Regions from separate parts of the Sus scrofa genome. Here all the other regions are linked to region 1. Evidence: chromatin contacts called from public Hi-C and targeted proximity ligation data. All regions are on one chromosome and are shown on one strand. The core of a region is the stretch at or near the end of the contact, and the rest is flanking DNA. Distances in the headings are between cores, read along the strand shown.

Region 1 (2,817 bases), core at 217-2,716:
TGTTAAGAGAGTAAATGGAATAACACACATGTAAATTATAAAGCACTTCTTAGACAAGAGAAGCTTGTAACATCTACCATGGGAAATATGATAAGAGCATGAATAAGAGATGAAGCAAAGCATCACAAGGCATCGGGGAGTGTTGAGGTGAAGTTCAGAGCAAGGATATATAACAAATCCAAGTCTGCAGTTGCTGCGACTGACTTCATACTGGAGTGGAGAAAGCAGATTCCGAGTCAGTAGGTACAGAGAAGGACAAGAAGCCACAAAAAAATCTAGGTAAGAACTATTTTAAGACCTTTGCCGGCATGCTTCCTTTAGGAAATTACATATAATTTACATATAAAAGTGGCATTTGACTCATTAACATATTTTAGAAATGGCCAAACATTCCAATTTCTGATTTTATAGTTTTCTTTTCATATTTCAGAGTGTTGTTTTAGATTCTACTTTTTTTTGTTTTTAAAAGAGCTTAGGCTCCAGGCACTGTGCCTATAGCATGGAATGGATAATGAAGACATCAGTGAGACAGTTGCCCACTGGGTCCAAATCAAGTCCAAGAGGTGATGAATAAAGCGAGCTGTGAGGTAGATAATCAGGCCTCCTCCAGGGGCTTAAGTGCCGAAGATAATGAGAACAGATGGAGGGTAAGAAGCCAGAGGGTTACCACGTGTGGAACTTGGGAGATAAAAGGCCTACATCCCAGGTAAAATCCCAGATACGGCTAAATCAGCAGACTCCTGAGGACACTTAAAAGAAGGAGACCAAGAAACTGTGAATCGCGAAGGAAAGGGTGCCTGATGGGTTCATTTTCCCCTTAGTTTGTGAGCCCACAAAGGGCTTATCCCTCCTTGACACCTTCCACTACCCCATTGTGACCAGCCACCGGCCCTCCCTGACGGATAAAAACGGGGGGACAAACGTGCCCTGTTTCTCTTACACAAAGCTGTAGAATTCTGAATGAAAAACCACCCCTTAGTCATCCGCACCTCTTGCCCCGGATGGGTGAAAAAACTGCTTCTCCGACTCCAGGGAACGGGGAGTCGGCTCCTGGGCGCTGGCCGGACGAAGGCAACGCTAGACCTCGGTGCAACGGTCTCCCTGAGGGGTCTTCCGAACCAGCCTGGGTCGGAAAACGCCAGGAGCCAGCAAGCCTCTTCTAGAAGCTCTTGTACCCAGCCCGCTAGTCCTGAGGGACTCCAGAGCTAAAATAAGCTGGGAAGCCCAGAGGGGAACTCTCAGGCTGACACCAGCTCGGAGAAGAAACGCCAGTAACCGCACACATCCCAAACCTCGACAACCAGGAAAACACCTCCCCTTTCAACGCCCCGGGCGGAGCCCGGCACCAACTGACAGCGCCACCCACCAATGGGAGGGCCCAAACTGGGATCGTGGGACCAATCCGAGGGCGCGGGGGAGGCGGTCCCGTGGCCCATCAGCGCGGCTTTTTAAGTGCTCCTCTGGCCTCTCTGATCGCCGCAGCCATAGAGAAAGGGACAGTCACCGTAAAACGGTGACGCCGGCTGTACTATGCCGCTCACTCCCAGCCTCAGTCTTTTCTTCTTCCGAGGACTAACCCCGCAGACAGCCCCGCCTCCTGCCTTTAGTTTGATCCCGCCCCTTCCCGGAGGGCACCGGCCAAGATGTGGAATTTCCAAAGCTTACTGGGTGCCGCTGGTGTCACTCTGAAGGGCGGCGGGTCCTGCTGCGGCGAAGGCCGCGCCTCTCCCAAGGTGATTGGACTCGCCCGAGTAGCCCCCGACTGGGATTGGTGTGAGAAAGGGCCGGAGCCATCGGGCACCACCTTGGACCGGAAAGTGGGCAGGCGGTGGCAACCGAAGAGCCGGCAAGACCTCGCAGCACCCTCGTCCTCCATGTGCCTTCCGCGGAGGGCCGGGTTGGGGGAAGGAGCGGGAGGCCCCCCAACCGCATCACGCGAGGGCGGGGACGGCACTTGTCGCGTGTCTGGCGCGGGGCCGGACGGGTGGCAGCGGGAGGGGGGTGATAGTAGAGGGTGTTAGAGATGCAGGGGTTCAGAAGTCTAGCAGGAGACTTAGACCTGGAAGCGCCTCCTCGGAGGATTTAGGGGGTTAGAGGAGGCCGTGGGCGTGTCTGGTATGGGATGCCTTGCAAAGGAGGGGGCCCTGTTGAGTAGTTCTGTGGGCGGTTCCTTTAAGGAATCCTCTAACTTTTTGCCCTTTGATTTGCCAAAGAGAGAGTCCCCATGGTCTCTGTTCAAGTTTTGGAAACTTTCTCTTTGGGTGGGCCTAATCACCTACTACTTCATTATAGAATTGCCCAGGGTCTTTTCTGATACTGAGCACAAACGTGGGGAATATGGCAGAAAACAGGAAGCCGCTGCTGGGCTTCGTGGGCAAACTCCCATGTGGGACCACACCTGGGAACTCAGGCAAGACTCACTGCCCTTTGTGCATGGGGCTTTTCAAGACCCCCAGGCTCTTGCCTTGTTTGCACACAGTTTGCACCACCTGTCTGGAGCAGCTGGAACCCTTCTCAGTAGTGGACATCCGTGGGGGAGACTCTGACACAAGCTCTGAGGGGTCAATATTCCAGGAACTCAAGCCATGCACTCTGCAGCCGCAGATCGGCATCCTCTGTCCGGTATGTGATGCTCAGGTGGACCTGCCCATGGGTGGAGTGAAGGCTTTAACCATAGACCACCTGGCCATGAATGATGTGATGCTGGAGAGTCTGCGTGGGGAAGGCCAGGGCCTGGTGTGTGACCTGTGCAGCGACAGGGAAGTGGAGAAGAGGTGTCAGACCTGCAAAGCCAATCTCTGCCACTTTTGCTGCCAG
Region 2 (2,817 bases), core at 230-2,729, 730 kb before region 1:
TAATTTTTGGCTAATTAATATTATTTAAGCAGCCAACGCTTAAAGAGTGCTTACTATATGCTACCTAATACATTAAATGTATATAACTGAGTAAACACATAGTTCATTACATATAGTAATTAAGTTAATTAAGCGAGTTAATATATGTAAACCACTTTAAAAAAGCATCTAGCATACTGTAAGAGTATAAAAAAAAATTCACAATAACCTTGCAAGATAGGTGCGTTACTACCTGCATTTTACAGATTAGGAAACAAGGCACATAGAATGAAACAGCTAGCCCAAAGTCATTCAGCTGGTTTTAAGTGCCAAAGCCAGATTACAATCCCGTCAAACTCCAAATTTTCTTCTTTAAACCACTAAACTACTTCTCTTACCCTCTGTCCTGTCTGAAGTAGGATTCTTTTCCCTCTTTCCACAACTTTCTGTTCCAGTGGCTTAATCACTGGGTTCCTGCACCAATTTTCTATGCAGCACCACCGCCTCCAGGTTTTTCATTTAAAAGTCGTAATACGACCTAATTTTATCAGATGCACTATCCCAAAGCCCTTGAAAAAGCGAAACTGTTTTCAGTTCCCCCAAACTCAACCCATTTATCCCTCTTTATTTCTCACATAACCTTTCTCCTGTCAGGCTAGTTGGTTACCCTCCTTGTGCTGTGCCTTGCCTTCATGATATTCCTCTCCTATCTACCTATTTTAATTAGTGTTATCCTCTGAGGCCCACTTCCCTCGGGACTAGTCTAATTCCTGAAGCTTTTCCAATGCTTCAGTACTTCAATGATCTTCCATATAACTTGGAACTGGTCACTTGTATCTAACGTGCACAGATCTCGACGCTTTTTGGATAGCGCTCACGAGATAACGCTACTCTGAGCCCCTAACATCCATGCTTCCTAACCCACAGCCCCCCAAAACATGCTTCTATGATGCGCTGCAAGGCTGGGCCGCGGTAACAAACCTGTCAGACGCCCCTAAACCACGACTTCAGTCAGGAGAGAGTGAGGTGGGGATTCCTCACACCCACCACGCTGCGGGAGCATCCTCTGGCGAGCATTGCAAGCCCCGGGTCAGCCAGCTCGACACCGCACGCGCCAGCCTCAGGCTCCGCAGACGGCCCCCCGGGACAGCAGTGAAGCGCTCGCAGTAGCTCAGGTTCCCCTCCACCCTAGCTACGGGCCCCCAAATTCCCCTGGCTTGTCTGCTACTGGCACCACGAAGGCCTCAGTCAGGACCAAACAAACCAAAGGAGCGGAGCAAAGACGATCTGCCACCGCGAGACCACTGCACGCACCTGGGCCTCCACGAGGTTCTGGGCTGATTGGACCCGCCCACTGGGCCCACCCCTTCCGGGTCCGCTCCAGGTCCCTCTTCCGCCCAACGTTCCTTTTGCCTTCGAGGGGAAATGACGTCAGAGCAAGGCTCTGATTGGCGGATGCCTGCCGGGAGCGGAAGCCCGTGTTTTGCAGCCCCGGGCTCCCGCGACTGCTCCTTCCAGCCTCTTGGGACTCGGCTCGCGTTTACCACTGAGCTGCTGGCACAGGTTGTCAGGCGATGCGACTCGGCTGCTTTCCACGAGGAACTTAACCCGTCGCACCTGCCGCCCGGATGGGACCGCCAGAGAGCTGTGAGAGGCGGGACGGAGGCTGGAAGGGAGGGCGGGGCAGAGCGGGCCGGGGGAGCGGCGGGAGGCGCACGGACTCGGCCCAGGTTAGGGGTGCGGACCGAGAGGGTTGGTTCTCCTCATTCTTTGCAAAAATGCACCTGCCGTTTCTTTCCCCGCTGTTGGTCAGGTTCCTCTGGTCCGAGGGGCTGTCGGGGACGAGTTACCCACCAGAGGATATACAGTAGGTAGACCCGGGCATTAGGACAGTGGTGCTGGAGTCACTGGGGAGGCGCGCACCTTGGAGTGCAGGTGAATTAGGGCGGCCGGGAGCCCTGGAGTTATATAACCCCAGAGTCGAATTTTTGGGGTCGCCTGTGTGGACTGGGCGTTCCACCGACCGAGAGCAGCTAGAATCAGAGCTGGGTAGGCAATGAGCCCAGGATGCTGAGTTGTCTGGATCCCTGCAGTCCCTGGAGTGACATTGGTCTGGCTTTCAGTTTCCGCTCCTTGGCCGCTTGAGGGGGAAGTGACCGGAGCTGACTCCTCCTTGCTTGGTAATGGTAATTGAGGCTTTAAGTGCTCTGTCACCAAGTGGGCTTTTTTCTCTTTTGCAGTTTCTGTCCGATCTTATTCTTGAACTGCATAGAAGTGTTCACAAAGGAGTTCTGATGTCTGTAGCTGTGAAAAATTAAAGCTAACATATAACAGTATAGAAGAAATAAGCCTCTGCCTTCACTTATTGTATGATAGCTGCAGCCAGCCCTGAAATAAGACTTCTATCTATAGTATCCGATTTTCTTTAAGCGTTGAGTTTTTAAGACATGTTCAGCTAGTCTTCTATATTCAAGAAAATTGCAATTGTAAAGAATGTATATGATCAGATGAAAGTAATTGTAACTGTTTAGGTATTTGAAAAAAGATTACTGCGGGTTGGATGAATGGTTAAGGGAGGAAATTGTGACAACAGACTATTATTTCAGTAAGTTTGGTGGTGGAAAGGAGAACTTAGGTGAGCGTGTCTGGTTAATATCTCATAGTTAATGTGAATTGTATTATATAGATGAAAAATGCGTATATATGAGAAAAACTTTGCTTCGGTAGAAAACTTTATAGTCTAGATTCCATCTTGAAGACACCCCTTGAATTACTGATTTAAGAAAGCTATTTAAATACTGTCAGTACTAAAACAATTTTTTCTATAGACACAAAAAT
Region 3 (2,817 bases), core at 166-2,665, 560 kb after region 1:
ATCAACTTCCAGCTCAAAAACTTTCAGGGGCTCCCTCGTGTCTAAAGGTCTGACCACATCCTTACCTATTCAAGTTAGCCCGAGTTCTTAGCAGCCCAGGGCAGACACTTGATCTTCTCACATTTTGTGCTACACACTGTCCCTGCCTTGTGTATCACCAATATCTACAGGTGATAGGGAATGTCTGAAGGTAGCAGGCTTTATGGTACAAGACGTTGGTCCCTGAAATTTCACAGATAGATAGCTTTTACCATTTCCTGGCTAATTTAAGAATTAATTCATGACTTTGAGTGTAGTTCGAGTGTCTTGTGTGGTTTGGGGGTCCCTACTTGAGGATGATGGCAGTGACAGCAAGATTAAAGCAGGTTTCCACTATTTCACTACTGGCAAACAGGTTAGTGTTTATTTGACAACAGAGTCCATCCAGGTCAGGAGTCCAGGTCAGGGAGAAGTTTCCTGCCCACATGGTGAGGAAGAGTTTCCAGAACAGCAACAGCTGGGCAGGGGTCATTCTGATGCTTCTCTCAGAAGGAAAGGGGGCTGACAGGAAAGCTGATGCCAGGAGCTGGTTCTGGGAGCACAGTCAGGGGGTCTGGGATCAGACGGATTTGAAGGTAGGAGTCTAGCCAATAAGACGGTGAGTCCGATGCAGCCTGGGAAGAGGGATTTGGGAAGGCCAAACAGTGAGGGAGTGAGCAGCTCGAGGGCGAGTCTGAAGTGGACATGGAGGAAGAGTAAAACAAAGAGGAAATAGAAGGGAGAAACCCAAGGCTGGAAATCGCAGCTACCGTGAGGGAGTGTGGGGTGGGGGTCAATCTTAAGGAAAGGCGGCTGCGCTTGAATGAGGGGAGTCAGGTGCTTAGGGGGGAAGAGGCCGCACGAGGTAACCGCACATTCCAGCAGGTGTCCGACGTGCCTTTGTGGTTCAGCGAGGCTGTCTCGTGCAGAGCCGTCCTAGCAGAGACGCTGGCAGGAAAAGCGAGCTCTGCGCTGCCGCGGCTGCTGGAGACGCGGAGGAAATACGGCGCTGTGGAACCTCCCTGTTCCAGCCCGGAGTTCTACTGTCACCCCCAGGAGAGTGGGGCGGAGCTCTCGGCCATCCGACACCCCCAGCTATGGGGGCCTCTTATCACGTTCCAAAAACGCCAAGGACAGGTGCGGGAGGAACGAGGATAAACCTGGTTGTAAAAACGCAAGCCACTTTTGGGGGAGGGCTCCTCTGAGCCGAGCGGGTGGAGGCGGAACAGCAGGCAAGACCGGGGTCGGACCGCGTTCTCTGGAAGGAGGAAAGACTCGCCCAAACTGGGGCGGAGCCAGGCGAGGCGAGGCGGGGCGGGGACCGGGGCGGGGACGGGGGTGGGGACGGCCCTCTTCGGCCATCGGAGGCGACGCGGAGCTGGGTCCTTGTCGCAGAGAAAGGCCGGACCGCCATGGCCTCGGGGAGAGCCCTAAGGTGGGCCGTGCGGGCCCCCGACGTGATCTTCCTGCTGCTCTGGTTGGGTGAGTGGAGGCCTTTCTGGGAAGCCCGCGGGGACCAGGCGGCGCGCGGTGTCAGTGGCCCTAGGGCTCCGGGGCCAGGTGGACGGGCGCGGCCCAAGGCGGCTGCAAGTTGGGATGGCACGGGTGGCGGGGGGCACGCAGCCGGCGCGCGGGACCTGGTGGTGGCATCCACAAGTCTCCCTAGGGTGGTCAGCAAGAAACTTGGACCGCAGGCTCTGGAGCCTGTTTGGGAAAAACAAAACGGGACCCCGGCTTGCTCTCCTGCCCTGCGCGCTTGCCTTCCTCTAGGGAGGCTTCGTAACCCGCCACCCTCACCGCGGTCCTCACTCATCCAGTCCGTATTCTTTCGGAAGAGGGGCCTTATTCTGTGTGACTCAAGGACTAAGTTACTTCCCGCCCGCGGGTCCGCCGCCCAGAAGTTGAGCGGACTTTCAGAGCTTCCGCAGCCTGTGAGCTCGTCCGGGGCGGGCCGCCCCGGGCTTCGGAAAGCGCAGTCTGCCCTCCCAGGCTTGGTGGGCCGGCTGCGGCCGAGGCCAAACCCCCCGCGCCCCGGCCGGGGGCGGAGTTTCAGAATTGGCCTGCAGCCAGAAGATGAGGGCCTCAATTGAGGATTCTCAGGTAGAGCCGCAGGTGCCCCTGGGCCCTCCCTTTCCTTCCGAACCTAAAATGACTAACTAGTAACTGTGCAGGACCTCGTTCATCCCTTTAGCACGTCTTCAGCTAAACCGTCAAGACAGCCCCGTGGACTAGGTATCTTGGTCTCCACTTTTTCCCTCCCCAACCTCATCAGTCTCTTCCCACTCAGGCCCCTGGTTAAGTCATAGCCAAACCTCCGGGGCATAGTAACAACCCCCTTACCTAGTACTTCTTTCCTTGGGATTCCCCACTGCTGGCCCCCTCGGCACGTCCACTGGATCAGCCTTCCCTTTCCACTCTGCGTTCAGCGTTTATTGGGTGCCTGTGAGGTGCACTGGCTATGGAGGACAGCCTGGGAGGGGGGTGGGAGGCTGAGATATGCTGCAAAAGTACCCACACTGAAAGACACAGAACTGAATGTTGTAAAAGCGGGAAACATAAAGTGCCGTCGGCATGCAGAGGGAAGGCAGTAGCACCTTTTGTGAAACCAAATATCTTTTGCGGAGCAAAGACTTCATGGAAGGGAGGGTACTTGAACCCGGCCTCTGGGGACAGGTGGTAAGGGGACATGCCATGATGTGGGGAAAAGATTCCAAGAGGAGGACACAAGTAAGAAAGATGCGGGAGCAGAATGTACAGGGCAACTTGGGCAGTAGAGTCATCGTGTCGCTGGAGACTTGA

Evidence for each region. A called contact is a pair of places that touch in the nucleus more often than the background predicts.
Region 2: a Hi-C map of heart right ventricle shows a contact between it and region 1, with 4 times the contacts expected there. A contact is called at or near these places in 1 of 5 promoter capture datasets (fetal liver) and 1 of 47 Hi-C or Micro-C datasets (heart right ventricle).
Region 3: a contact with region 1 is called in a targeted proximity ligation map of skeletal muscle, with 2.9 times the contacts expected there. A contact is called at or near these places in 1 of 47 Hi-C or Micro-C datasets (brain) and 2 of 2 datasets of targeted methods (alveolar macrophages and skeletal muscle).

Annotation. Positions count from the first base shown.
Region 1 is chr4:103,611,716-103,614,532 of Sscrofa11.1, forward strand. It overlaps TRIM45 (tripartite motif-containing protein 45), which reads left to right and starts at 1,467. Exons shown (of 6, transcript XM_001929343.5): 1 at 1,467-2,817. The coding sequence starts at 2,338.
Region 2 is chr4:102,877,264-102,880,080 of Sscrofa11.1, forward strand. It overlaps GDAP2 (ganglioside-induced differentiation-associated protein 2), which reads left to right and starts at 1,480. Exons shown (of 14, transcript XM_021090826.1): 1 at 1,480-1,626. WDR3 (WD repeat-containing protein 3) reads right to left here and starts at 1,373. Exons shown (of 27, transcript XM_021089970.1): 1 at 1,294-1,373.
Region 3 is chr4:104,169,412-104,172,228 of Sscrofa11.1, forward strand. It overlaps CD58 (CD58 molecule), which reads left to right and starts at 1,416. Exons shown (of 7, transcript NM_213795.1): 1 at 1,416-1,500. The coding sequence starts at 1,431.